Linked DNA regions of Zea mays: region 2 is linked to region 1. Evidence: chromatin contacts called from public Hi-C data. All regions are on one chromosome and are shown on one strand. Each heading gives the region's core, a stretch centred on a gene start, on an enhancer-like site or on the middle of the called end of the contact. The rest is flanking DNA. Distances are from core to core; before and after follow the strand shown. Region 1 holds the start of LOC542247 (sucrose synthase 1). Region 2 holds the start of LOC100285614 (40S ribosomal protein S15a-like).

Evidence for each region. A called contact is a pair of places that touch in the nucleus more often than the background predicts.
Region 2: a Hi-C map of ear shows a contact between it and region 1, with 1.7 times the contacts expected there. The contact joins the promoter of LOC100285614 here to the promoter of LOC542247 in region 1. A contact is called at or near these places in 2 of 25 Hi-C or Micro-C datasets (bundle sheath and ear).

What each region holds. Positions count from the first base shown.
Region 1 is chr9:127,810,614-127,817,935 of Zm-B73-REFERENCE-NAM-5.0, forward strand. LOC542247 (sucrose synthase 1) reads right to left here and starts at 3,069. Exons shown (of 14, transcript NM_001111853.1): 1 at 2,933-3,069; 2 at 2,094-2,223; 3 at 1,853-2,004; 4 at 1,535-1,727; 5 at 1,153-1,271; 6 at 833-1,049; 7 at 653-748; 8 at 388-561; 9 at 177-293; 10 at 1-75. The coding sequence starts at 3,042.
Region 2 is chr9:128,429,705-128,437,026 of Zm-B73-REFERENCE-NAM-5.0, forward strand. LOC100285614 (40S ribosomal protein S15a-like) reads right to left here and starts at 3,664. Exons shown (of 3, transcript NM_001158505.2): 1 at 3,413-3,664; 2 at 446-606. The coding sequence starts at 3,542.

The DNA.
Region 1 (7,322 bases), core at 1,819-4,318:
GTGATCCTCAAACTTCTTCCAGTAGAGGTCGGAGTTAGGGTACTTAGTTTTCTCAAGCGCATGGGCAATGGTACACTGCAATATGTATCAAGGAAAAAGAAGGCCAACATGAGGAATGAGCAGGAGGTGGTAATTAAAAAAAAATTACTTCCAGTTGAATCGAAAAGAGTCCATACGTGAGTAACACCCATCTTGTGGGCGAGCAAACACGCAACAAGGTTTCCGTCACTGTAGTTTCCGATGATCAGGTCAGGATTGGCCTGAAGCTCTCCAGCAATCTCATGCGCCACGTCCTACCAACAATTCAAACAAACAAAAAAGAGTCAGCAAGAACTATGTCTTTCACCAACAGATTAGTAGCAACTCCTAGTATCTTTTGGTACTTACATCAGTGTAAGTCTCCAGGTACGGCCAGACTTCAAATCGCGAGATCCACTTGCGAACGATTCCGTTTTCTGTTCTGAATGGCACGCGAAGGATATGGCAGTGCTCGGTGCCAAGGACCTTCTCAAGGCGCTGGCCACAGGTGGTGCCAGTTGCATCAGGGAGCAACCTGGTGACCTGCGCAAAAAAAAAATTCAAATAAGGTTCTTAATGTCACCAATTTAGCCGCTATATTTTCCTTTTTTATCACATTAGGCATCACACTTACAATAAGGATCTTCGGCGTGATGTCAAGACCACACTGCTTGATCCTCAGCAGCATTTCGTTCTCCATAGCGCGCACTTGATCCAAGATGTAGACAACCTGCAGGTGGAATACAGATTGATCAGAGCGACTTCAGTGTTTCTTTTAACTGTGTATCCGTGCCTGAGTGGCTAAGGAGAGTACCTGGCCTCCGGTGTCAGGGTAACCCAAGACATTAGCTTGAGCGAAGTAACCATGAGGGGAGAGGATAACGACATTGAACACCATGGGGATCGTTCCAAGGAACTTCTCCAGGGTGGACGGATCTGGGGCCTCCAGGAGGTCCAAGAGGAGGTGGATAGTCTCCTGTGCACGCTTAGCGCAATCACCCCAACCCTTCTCCAGACCAAGTTCCTGGAACCTGTTTTTGTCCAGTCAGGATTATGTGTTAAATCGCAAGAGTACTAGTACATGCTTCAGTTGCTTTAGTATATGTAAACGAGTCAACAAAAAGTATTCAGTACCTGTGGTGAAATTCAGAGTATGGGGTATCAGCTTGTAGGGTGGACAGGTGCTCCTCAGCCTTCCTCAGCGCACCTTGCAGAGCACTGAGACTGCGGATTCTGTCGTTCAACATCATGGTCTGTAGGGAACCATAGAATTTCAGATTTTTCCAGCTAGTTCAAAGCCAATTTACAACTACCACAGCAGGAATATATGGATAAATAGTTTAAGGTGTCCTTGTGGTTAAAAATTTTAGACAGCTCAGCAACTCATTATTTATCGGGTATGCATCACAGGTCAGCCTTAATGATACAAAATTTCCACTTTGCTAACACCCTTTTGACAACTTCTAGACAATATCGATGACATTTAAGTAAAGAAACAGATAAAACAATGGCTCACCATCCCCTTGTAGTTGTGGGCGCGAAGGAAGTTGAGCAAGGGGTACATGCTCTCCTTGTCATGGAAGAGCTTTGATGACAGGTGCCTGTTGAGGAACTGCACGCCATTGCCAATGGACTTTGACAGAGAAGGACGGGGGAAGGAGGCATTGAATGGCTCAAAGTCCAGCTCAAGAACAAAGTTGTTGTTGGGGCTGCAATATATACACCAAAAGTATTATAAACTGTCATATATATGACCAAAACCTTTTTATTTTAGAAAAGTATATTAATCATGGTATATTAATCAAAGTTGTTGTTGGGGCTGCAAAAATCATACCCTTCTTCCACAAGCTGTTCCTTGAACTGCAGGTACTCAGGAACTCTCAGCTCCTCAACAGCGAGCTCACTGACGTTGACCCTCACATACTCCCAGACACCAGGCCTAGGGCGGATGGCAAGTGCAACCCATGGGGGGATGACAATCGCCTCCTGTAAGATAATAGAGCTAGAATGATTAAAGAAGGTGCACACTACAAAAGGAACAGTGCTGTCCAGCGAGATCTGAATCTGATGCAAACCTGAGCTGCCCTCAGGACATCCTCAAAAGCACCATCCTTGAGCTTCTCGCGCTCAGCCTCAGGGATCGCATTGTTGTACTCGGCAATGATCTGGTGGGGCTGCAGCATACCCTTTCCAAGGTTTTTCAGCCTGCGCAAAACGATGTGCCAAATAACATCAGACTATGCCAGATCTATAAACTCATCAAACATATACAATTTCAAGAAATAGTTTAGACGTATGATCAGCAGTCAGTAGCGTGGGAACATATGCAACATAGCGAAGAGGCACAACAGCAAATTCATTCGAAAAAATGAAAACAAAGATTCCTCTCTTTTAACTGAACTTCTCGAAACCCCTTTCATGCCTACACATCCGATCTAGTCAGATGCCTATGCGTTCATGCTGAACAGAACGTGTCAGAACTAAGCATAAACTGGTTAGCAAGCATTATCGTATTCGATAGACCCTTTAGTAACAAGCTATACATTGGGTAAGTTCAGACTCCAATCATTCTGTTCAGAAACATCGTATTGAATATAAAACTAAAGAACACACATGCAGGTGCAGCCAGATCTAACAGCAGTTTACAGTCGGTACTAAAAAAAGCATGGTGTATGTATGTATCATCAGTATCCAGTACTAGGTTTCGACAAAATCCTGGATGCTAATTAAATACTCATCTTATTAGGGAACACAGGAACATTATGTCTACAGCATTGAATGATGGCCACATCATGCTAGATCTAACAATACATAATATGATGGAACTGGTCTTAAAAAGTCGCATTCGCTCAAATAATACCCGTAGCAAAATAAATGTAAACTTGCAGACGAAGCGGGGGAAATGAGGGCAGACCTGGTGAAGACGGCGACAAGCTCATTGGGGTGGGCAGAGAGTGAGTCGCCAATGCGCTCCCTGACGCTGTGGAGGCGGCTCAGGACACGGTCACCTGCACCTTCCCCCATTGCTGTCCTCTTCCTGGATCCTCAGGCCTGCACAGCGAAACCGAAACGGAAGCGGAAGCTTCAGTCAGCAGAGAAAACTGAAACCGAAAAACGGTTCAGATCCGTTGACATAAAAGCTGCGATGACATCCTAAAACTAAAACCCCTCCAGCAAGACATAAACCCAACTGCCAACAACCAGTCTTTTAAGTCTCGACACACCCTTGACGCTGCGCCACGAAACTATATTGCAGGCAAGAAACCAACAGAACCTAACTCTGGAAGGGGGGAAAGAAACGGCAGACAGGAGCAAGACCCAAAAAAAAACGACTCAGATCCTGGTACTATAGTCCTAGTACCTAGACCAGAAAGAAGAAACAACCAATACAACAAGAGGCATACAAGAACTGAATCGATGAACTGAAACGCTTCAGAGGACCGAGGAATGGCGGAGAAGGGAGGCGCCTATTTATACAGATCTGACGAGAGAACCGAACAAAAACACATCGATGGGAACCATGGAGAAGAAAAGGGCTGGCCGCATGGCACCAATGGCCTCGGCCTCCAAAAAGCCGTTGAATCCAAAGCAGGCGAGGACGAAGCGTGACGCGGCAGGGTACTTCTCTAGAAAAGCACGGCATCAGCAAGGTGGGGGGGCTGGGGTTCCTTATTGCAGGCAATCACGAGGTGATTAGCACAAACGGAAGTAATTACACCTAGATGATGATAATAAGGCGCAGGATTAACGTAAGTTAACCATGGCCATTAGCACAAGAACCCAGGACTGTCAGCCTGTCTCCGAGTCCCGAGACAAGGAGCACATGGCGGGGCATCCGGACGGATAAAGCCAACAAGGCAACAACTTATCCGAGGAAAATCGTCACAGAAATATTTCTTGCAAAAATATTGGTTAATTAAAGAGGAAACAAAGAAGCGCCGGATCTACTAGCGTTCTGGTACCAACTCGGGAGTATGCAAAAAATATATATATATGAAACCTTAAACCCGGAGTTTGCAAGAGCCTTGGTGCTCAGTAAACCCCAGATCCAGAAGCTAACACCGTCGTTCCTGCGCGGATAAGCAGGCTCCCTCCGCTCCCCTAGGATCTCGTCAAGTGGCAGACAATAGTTCTCTGGATCTCACGGACGCTAGTCGCTAGCTATCCCCTGGTAGGCTGGTACAACAGCCGTAAAAAAACCCGTCTTTTGTTTTGTTTGTTTTGGCTATAGCTGCAAGGAAAGCAACTGCATGCAGAGGCAGCACCTCCCCCGCCTGCAGAGTGGCGGCAGGTTCAGAGAACCGGGCGAAAAAATTCGGCATGACCTCCCCTACACCATCGATCGATCATGACCAGGTCCGAGCGGAGCGTATAGTTCCTACATGCTACCGGCGGCACCGTCCGGCGCGTTCGGACACGACCAGGAGGAGGAGCATCAGTCACGGCGAGCGGCGGCGGCATTTCGCCCGGAGCAGGACAGCAGACCAGCGTCCACGCACGCACCCACGCAGGACGGCAGGAGCAGAGGAGGAGAGGGCTAGAGCACCCCCATTGCATTACCTTCCTCTGAGAGAGAGAGGAGAAGAAGGAGGGACCTCCAATCCAAAGGAGAGGAGAGAACAATCCCCTCCAAGGAAACGCAACGCAGTGAACGCAAATCAAATGGACGGGGTGAACGGAGGTGGAATGGATGGGTGAGTTGAGCGGCAGCCCCGGGCCCCGTTTTATACACGCATTGCGGGGGCAGGGGTGGGGGCCTCTTTGCTCCCACCACCTTCGTCCCTTGCCCATGTAGTATTAGATTTTTTTAAAAAAATGGTAGGTGAGGGATAAGAAAGATTAGGAATTTTTTCTTTCTTTCCTTTTGGTAGTGCATTGGGTTTGCTTTCTTCATCTGATGCTGGTTTACGGATGGATTTTTTGTTTACATGTCCAGGTATGATCGGATATGATCAGCTTGGGATGGAGTATTTTGGGTCTCTCTTTTTATTTATCTTCAAAGATTTTTTTTTGAAAGAAGGTTTCTACTCCTAAATCAGCGGAGGTTTAATGCGTGACAAGTAGCGGGAACTTTCTGCCACTAAAAACCACTCCTTTTTTGTCCTCAAGCACAAGCAGTGCTGACGCGCCCTGTACGTACGTACGTACGTACTAGAAGTAGAACAGACGAGGCTGGTATTTTTTTTTGTTTCGGTAGTAATAAATTTGGCATTCGGACGGTAATCTCGCTGTTGTAATAATAAATAAATAAATGCACACGGTCCGACGCCGCGTCACCTTCTGACCTTGGTACATGAGAAAACAGAGGGAGCGCACATCACCGCCTCCAAAATCCGCCAAAGCTGATGACCCCATGGTTTCTGACGCGCAGCAGTTTTGGTACCTGCACCCTAATGCTTGCACACAAGGAAAAAAACCACACTCGCCCCGGCGGCCTGCCTTTCCGTGCTTTGAAGAGACAGAGACACACGGCTGTCGAATTGGCGGCAGATGCACCCCGGTGACCGTAGCATTCTTTCGCGGTATTTTGTTGGTATTGTATATTTTTTTGCTTGCCATTTGTTTCTGTTCGTCTGTACGACGAGGCGACCGCCCGTGAGGAGGAAGTGGAGGTGGAGGGTCATTCATCGGATCCGGGTTTTTGCGTGGGTTGGAAGCAAAGGGGCGGGCGCCCCCACTTTTGCTGGTGGATCTACTCGGGATCCAACCCGGATCCTTTAGGCTTTGTTCGTTTACACCAATCCCGCTCTGGATTAGCATGGATTGGAATTAAATCCATACCTCAATCCATGCCCCAAAATAATCCATGACTACTTAATTTTTTTTGTTCGGTTAAACCCATCATGGAATATAACCCAAAGGTTTGGGAATTTTTTAAACTATGGAAGACATGGATTCTATCCATAGCCCATTAGGTATGGAACAAATCCATGAGATATTGCACAAGTTTACATTAGAATCCATGGATCAAAAGAATAACTAGCTTTGAAAGTCACATGGATTTGTTGATGGATTTAATCCCACCATGGGATTGGGTGTGAGATATGGATTCACCCAATCCATATCCGGATTAAATCCATGGTGGGATTATATCCCATGTAACCGAACAAGGCCTTACCTGGTTTTGCGGGTTGCCCCGGGGGCGATCAAAAGTGGTTTTCAGAGTTTTTACCGATTTTTATTTATGTTTTGTCGTAATCATTTCCGTCTTTTTCCTTTTTCTTTTGCTCTGGCTAATCATCCTCCTCCTGTTTGACATGGCGTCTGTTGACGTTGACGCACCAGAAAAAAAATTAACACTTTCAGGATCGCACGATCTATCAAATGCACTAAGTTGCCGTTTTGTTAACATAATTGTAACGAATAGGTAACCCATAACATTAAATCATATTTATTCAAGTCTAACCGTAATTAGATCACACAATAAAAGTTGATACCGGCATATTCAAATTTATTATTGTTATCATTCGAGTGTCGATCATTATCATTGTCATTTATATTACTATTTGTGACCAAGCAACATCTAGTATCATATTTGTCCTTTTACAAACTATGTTTTTTTATTTTTTTATTTTTTTACATTTTAATTATATAATTTTGTTTAATTGTTTGGTCATATGATTTTTTATTTCAATAAAATTCCATGTTTCATTTCTAATAAATGTCTGTAGTACAAAAAATAATGTGGCATTGATATGACTATAGATTGACGATAAAGACTATACACTAAAGACTATACACTGGTGTTTGGTGTACACTAGAGCGTTGTTGTAGATAAAAGACTGTTGATGATCGATTGAATGATCGAAAGTGTCATCGATAGCTAATGTGAGAGTCGGTAAGGGCTGGCTACACTTGAACCACTCTTATCTACACTACTCTATTAAGGCAATAAGGGGTAGCCGGTAACCCCTCTGTTCTTTTGTTCTGTCCCTCAACCCCTCCTCTATCGCACGCCGCTCAGCACCCCTCCCATCTCGCCGCCCACGCACCGCACTGAACTCTCCTCCCATCTCGTCGCCCCTGCACCACAGTGAACTCGCATAATGGCGTCCATCTGGTTCGGCAATCTCGCTGTCCCATCCCCCAAGATCGCCCTCCTCTCCCCGCCGCGCCTATTTGGTATGTCGAGATCGTCGCTATCATCCCCCTCCCTACCCTGTCCACCCCTTGAGATGCTCGCGTGCATCCCCCTCCTGCCCGAGATCGACACTGATTTTGGCAATCCCGGGATGTCTACACCCCCAACCCCACGCATACGTGTATAAAAATGACTGCATGACTTCAGCACCGTGTGCATCGCC
Region 2 (7,322 bases), core at 2,414-4,913, 620 kb after region 1:
GTCAAATGTGTGCTCCAGATCTACAGCTAAACTGAGCGGACATAAAGGTTCAAGGATGATTATAGGTTTATACACAGACCTACCCAACTGTACAGCACATTGTGTGGGAACAGGTCAGCAAAACCTGAACGGAGTATGCTGTAGTTCTGAAACTAAGCTGGGGGGATATAACCATCCAAGGGACACGACAGGATTATATGCAAACCTAGCATACTGGATAGCACACTGCACATCGCATGGAGTATCAAAGACAGCATACACAATAGGCAGCCATATCAGTTATTAGTTGTCTGATACGACATTATCAGATTATAAGCTTTTGCGCAACTTCCAAGTCAAAACTGAAACTGACATTGTAGTACTTTTCAGAGGAAGCCAATTAAATTAAAAGAATAAAGGCACTAACAGAACATATAATGTCCATAGATGTGAGTAAACAAAATACCTGGCGTGTTGGGAGCATCCTAACTCTGTATCGTTCTATCTCCTTAGCTTTGAGGTCTTGCCTGTAGGTGAGAGCTTTGCAATCTTTAAGACGTCCATCAAGCTCCACTCTAATTTTCCCAACTCTATTCTCATCAATGACCTCAAATTTTTTGATATACCCTGTGACGTACCAACAAAATTCATAAGCGCATTTGTTTAGAACAACAAACCGTACGGCTAAGAGAACACTGTCTAGATGCAAAAATTCAGAAAATCGACTTGCAGGCAGCATGCACTAAAAGTGGGAAGAAAGCAACCAACTAATGGAGGTCAATTTGCGCTCGTTGAGCTCTGTTAACGAATGAATAAAGGCAAAACACTATTTCGAAAGTCAAGGATGCTTGGTGGAAAATAGGCTTGTTAACGTCCGGTGAATGTGCGCTCTTGCCTTCACCTGCATAATGCCGTTTGCCGACCCACGCACTAGACATTTATATATGTAAAACCGCTGCATCAGGACGACCAACCACAATGTCCACGTTAGTGTTTCCATTTCCAGCCATTGGATGAGCAACCAACGGACAAGCGAGTGCTCCATTGCCATCGGATCATGATGTTTCATAGAGCGCTTCGGCCTTCTCGGGCCCCACGATGCTACGCTACCGTACTCAGTCAACTTGACGAGCAGCTGCAGGACGCCCTCCGACACAACAAACGCCTCGCAGACGGCATCCGACCCCGCGACGTGGAACACGGCCACCGTGAGCTTCGCACCACGCACCAGAACGCAAAGCTCCCTCGTCCCTTAATTCTCCGTTCGTCCAATCGCGCTCAACAGTGGCGGCGCGAAGCCTCTCCAATCCTCCATGCAACGGAAGCTTCCAAGAGCTCCATCCTCTCCAACTAAACATCGCGTTCGCCGCCACCTCCCTCCCCCCCCCCCCGGTCGCGGTACTGTGAAACAGATGCATTCACCCCGGCCAAACGCCGCCGCCCGCCATCCCCCCACACCCCTCCCCGTAGCGTCTCCGTCCGCCCTCCCCCCCCCCCCCCGGCCAAATGTGCCCCCTACTCTCGATGGTTCCAGATTCTCTGGGAGCTTCGCGACGAGACAGCGCGGAGGGGGAACCATATGCAGGTGTGTGGCAATGCATATCATAGCACACATGCTGCAGTTTGTGGATGGAGTCCGGGGGAGGGACTCTAGCAACGATGGATCCGCCAATGGTCAGTCGAATCGATGGGTAATCGTTGAATTGCTGAGTCTGATTTGGTGCGCATTATCTCTGGCTAGGGGTTTTCAGTGGCTGTTTCTGGGTCGATGGATTGGTCGGTTTTGGATTTTCGGTCACTCCTGTGCTATCGCTTGGGGAGCTAATCTTTGGGGAGGGTTTTAGGTCTACATTAACCATAATAAAAAATTCAATCCATCAGCCAAGTCGATTGATATTGATACACTATGATACAGGGATGTTTAGAAGATTATTACCAGCTGATTCCTGTACCACTTCAGCATGTATTCAAGCTATCATGTTTGGTTATATTTGTATTTATTTTTTTTCCTTGATCTGTTGGTGTCAAAGATCAAAATTTCTCGATTTGCATGTAACTGAACATAAAATTGCTGAAGTTTTTCCAATCTGTGAACAGGTGTGTTCTAAGGTTCCTGATATTCAATCTGGTTGAGGTCATATGCTTTTTAAAATACTAGCAAATTAGTTTAAATGATGTTGCTTAGAACTTACGGAGAAGAACTCAATTAAAACACATTGTTCTTCATGCCTCCATATGAATTGAACATATGCATTTTTTAGATTTGTTTACAAAGATTAGTGCCTACTAACTAACGTGTTTCATCTTCTTCCTTGCAGGCTCCACTGACGCTGCTAGCGGAGCAGTTGCCGCAGGACACAGGCATGGGTGAGTAGCAGCCACCAGGTTCTGAGGCCAGAGAGGACAAGCAGGTCAGCGTGCCGAATCTGGGGGAGGGCCTGGTGTTCTAGGTGTTGATGCCGTGATGCGTGTGGAGGCCAGGACACGGACGGTCGCTGCCCGCGTGAACTAATTTGGGAGATAGCACACTGATCAATTATATCACCAAACAGGGTAAGCCCTTAATAAGTTAGTTGTGTGAGTGTGAGTCCATGGTACGACTGGTGCACATACCATCTCAAAGTTTCAATCTGTCATCTCTTATGAAAGTAATTGCTAATAAGGTATGTGCATGGAAAATTAGTGGGTACAAAAAATAACTATTGTATAGCAGCACAAAGATCAGTGTTTGACTTGGAAACCTGAGGAATGAGGAGAGCTATAGCAACTCATCAACTGGCAAACAAGTTGTAAACCTATCTTTCTTTCTTTGTTTCAGTTCACTAATTCATTGATGTGTGCATGATTAAGCTATCTACACTCATGCAACTCTAAATTTGTACACCATATTTTTCAACCGTATTTTAGAGTTACCTTTCGAGTGAACCGCTGCAGCCTGATCCAAACTTTATATCCTATTGTATCCTCAAGACCTTAACGATAACTTTTCGAGTACGCGAGTGCAGACATATATGTCTAAAACAACATTTTTAAAATGTATATGTCTAAAGCAACACTTTTAAAATGTAAAACATATTGGTGATCGAGTTGCGCAAGGCACGACCAATTTACTAGTTAATTTGAAGCTGAGGTGGTTCGGTGTGATAAGTTGCTATCAACGTATAAGGAGCATAGCAAACTTCGATGTCAACATGAGGGGATCAGTACCCTTTTCTCCTTAAACCAGCACGCCACTCGCAAGTCACTATTAGATGTGATTCTCCTAGAAATGGGTTGATTACTCTGTTAACGACTTAGAAGCGGCATCAAAGCTTTGGTGTGCTTCTTGGGAACATCCGACGACGAGATAAGATTGGCGAAGGGAGAGGCGGCGGTATGCTAGCTGGTCATGAAGGAGGTTGTGGCAGATACCTAGTAAGAGGCGGAATACTACCTCGGTACTTCATGATGTTGAGGAAGGAGACCATGACGCCGGAGATGGGTCGGAGAAGCGCCGACGCGTTCCCCCGCCGGTCTGCGTTGACCATCGTGCGCAGAGCATCGTTGAGGATCCGCCGCCCCATCGCGAGTCCGGAGGTTGGATCTTTGACTGACCACAAGCGCCGCCGCCGCCCTTTCCGCTTCCTCTCCTCTAGCAGTAGCGCTACCCGCCGGCGGCGCTCTGCGATGGATTAGGAAGAGGCACGCTGCGCGCACGCCCGGCACTCCTAAACATGGGCCGAGCGCTCTAGGAAGGCCCAGCCCATGCGCCAATGTTTGAGCCGGAGCAGCCGTGGTGGAGGGCCCAGGTGAGGTCGTTTTCCCGTTTCCTTGCTAGACTTTAGCACCGCACTTATTACTCAAGTTTAGCTACTAAAGAAACAAACAAGTGACTAAAATCCTGTTTGGAAGCAACACAGTTTTTAAAAAAACAGTTTTTATCTTTTAGTTAGAAGAGCTTTTTGGTTTTTAAAAACCTGAGAATTTAATATCTATAAACTTGGTTATAAATGGGTATGTTTGGAACCACCCCAATTTCTATAAACCAGTTTCTTAAAAATTGGGTGCTTCCAAACAGGACCTAAGTGGGTGTTTCATTTCTAAGAACTAATTTTTAGTCCCTCCATTTTTTTCATTTTAGTCCCTAAATTTCCAAATACATAAATTAAAATAGAGTTTTAGTTTTCGTATTTGGCAATTTAGGAACTAAAATGAAATAAAATGAAGAGACTAAAAATTAGTCCCTAGAAACCAAACACCCCCTAAAAGAGTTGTGCTAAAGTTTAGAACTCATTAGCACTTTAGCTCCATCAAAGATGCTAAACTATGCTAAAAGTGGTTCTCAACCCTATTTTGTTTTGAATACCCCTTCCTCTCTCCCCCACCATTGGCAGCATGCTCCTCGAGGACCGCAAGACTTTAGCATTTTAACCAACAAGCCTCGAATGCTAAAGTTTATCAAAAGTTTAGCATGTGCTAAATTTAGTCAGCTGCTAAACTTTAGCACTAGAGAAACAACAGGCCCTGAATCTTCTTGTTCAGTGGTCGTGTGACTCATTCCGATCCTAGCTAGAAAATAAGCAAGGTTAACCTAACCTAGCTTGTTAAATACTTGCAAATCCCCTTGTTTGGTTGTATGTACTCAATTAAACTTTTCATGTCTTGTTAAATTTGGTTTGTTTCTTTCCCAAAACCTGAGATCATCCTTTACAACAAAAACTCGTTCCAGTTGGATATGGCATCAAGGCGCAAACTTTGATCACCGTTGTGGATAACCTTTTGTTTTTGTCAATCGGGGACAAGGTTCACCAAACCAGTGGGACTTCAAAAACTGGCCAAGACCGATTAGCAACTAATCGTTATTTATCGGTGTAAACCGATAAAAGCCGGCCAAATCTAAATTCAAACAATTTTTTGAATCAGCTCGGTTTGACATCGATTTATCGACTGATATGACCTATTAATCGGTTCCAGAACCGATAAATCGACAGCACATCAGGTAAAACCGAATGCCTTGTTTTTGGCAAATAAAAACATGTTTATGTCTCAACAATTGAACAAAAAATGTCCCAGCTGTTATCACAACTTCAATAACAACATCTAGCTGTGGTATTTTAAAAGGATTTCAAGTGAAAAGAGAAAAAAATCTCCCTAACCCTAGCTCCTATTCGACCGTCGACTAATCAGTTCTACACGTCGATTTATTATTCCTACACTTCGATTTTTTTAGTTTGAAATTCATTGTGTATTTTGAAATTTGGTTTCAGCAAAAAGTCTTCAAATAGTTATCACAAGTCCAATAACACATTTAATTAGTGGTTCAAATGCATCACATGACACGGTTTCATGGTTCAAATACATTACATGTCTCACTTTTATAGTTCACAAATAACACTGAAGATACAATACACCCTCCACCTTTAACATATGTATAGTTGATACTTGATAGACCTATACATATCATGTCATATACACATGTCAATTTGTTTGAGTTAATGTTAAATCTATTAACATCATAGCGTGCTTTCATACCGATTTTTGTTAAATCTATTAACTTTTGTTTGAGTTAGGTTGATGACAATGGCTTTAAGAACCAATGTTTTTTGTTAGATCTTAGTACTACTATTTAATATTTTTATACCTATAACTATCTAGCGAGGACAAAAGTTGTTGCCTTCAAATCATTATAGGGTATCTGAAGAACACCTAATGTTCTAGTGATCTATCATTACAAGTATTGTTAGCCCATATTGTATATAGCAGTGATAATTTGAAAACATTTCTAGTGAAAAGGAGAGAAAAAATCCCCCAAACTCTAGCCCCTACTCGGCCACCGGCTAATCAGTCATACACATCGATTTATCGGCTTTGGGGAGCGGCCATTTTTAGTTCGAAATCCGTTGCGTATTTTGAAATTTGGTGCCAGCAGAAAGTCTTCAAATAACCTATAGTAGTTATACAAAAACTGGCATCAAAAGTTTTCAAAATTTGCAAATTTTACTAAATTCAAGATCCAAAATCGGTGATACGGTGGAGTCGGCCGGCTAGCCCGGTTAGCCGAACGGCTACGCGATCACTGATCGGGGACCATCTTGCACTGAACCTGCCAATGAATACATCCAGAGTTGAGTTGTGGTATTGTGGCCTTCAACAAAATTTGCATGTACACCAATTAATTAGGGGTCTCTTAAGGGGTTTGTAGGGGTAAGTGGAGAAAAAAAATCAAGAAATAGGCTTTTCATAAAGAGCTCGTCTCTACATGACTCTCTACATATATTATTTTTAACTATATATGATCTAGGAACTTTAGATTGTATTATACAATCTCTTAGTTATATCTTATACTTGAAAAACTGATCTAAAGGTTCCGAGTTGTAAGTGCTCTAAGTATTGTCTTGGTCACGGTTTGCGTGTAGAACGAGGCACCCAAATTAAGGCAACATTAAAGTCTCTGATCATGAGGAACAAGTACAACAAGAATGTAAGAGGGTGTTTGGTTTCAAGAATCAATCCATTCTAGATGAGATGGTGCATTATGAGTTAATTCCATAAATTTGGTGGAATGAACTCATTCCTCGTATTATCACTAATTATTAGCCCAAGGAAGAAAATGGTGATAGATCAACCTATTACATTCCATAAAATCAAACAAGAAAGTAAGGAGTGAGAAGATGATACACTATCTTGTTCCTCAAATCAAACACGCTATAAGTGACTGAGCCTAACCTACAATGTGGTCTCAGGGCAGCCTCTTGATCATGGACTAAGATAAAGCTGTTCTCGAGTTTTCGCGTTGACTAGAATTTAAGTTACAATACAAGCCAGGTCTGGTTGAGATGTAGCCACGATGTGTGAGGGCTTAAATGTTTTTTAGTCCATAAAGTATATGCAGCCGTTGCTTGGGATGCACTTCTGCCCTCCTTTTTGCTAGCCTGAAACCTGAAGTGCCGGGGACTTGCTTCCCCAAAGCATGTTGGGGATCAGTTTTCCTCTTTTGGCAACACCAATTGCTCTAGTACCCATGCTGCCGTACCATATGGGAGTGCTTCGCTCCTCTCCTCTCCTGCAAAGATTTGTGCTGCTGGCCTGTACGATACATAAACAACCTATTGTAAAATTCTGCTCCCAACATTTTGTTCGTAGCTAGCAGTCTGTAGTCGTCTCTGGAAATTTCTGCAAGATGGTAGGATGCATGTTGCTGCTTCATCCATGCACGTTCGACAATCTAGTCCAGTGGCGGAGCTCCGTAAAATTAACGCTCCGGACCACTCTACACATATAATGATGTACTACTCCGTCTTTTTATTTTTAGCGATTTAGTTCAAAATGAACTAGCGGACGATAAATATGTAAGAACGGGGTAG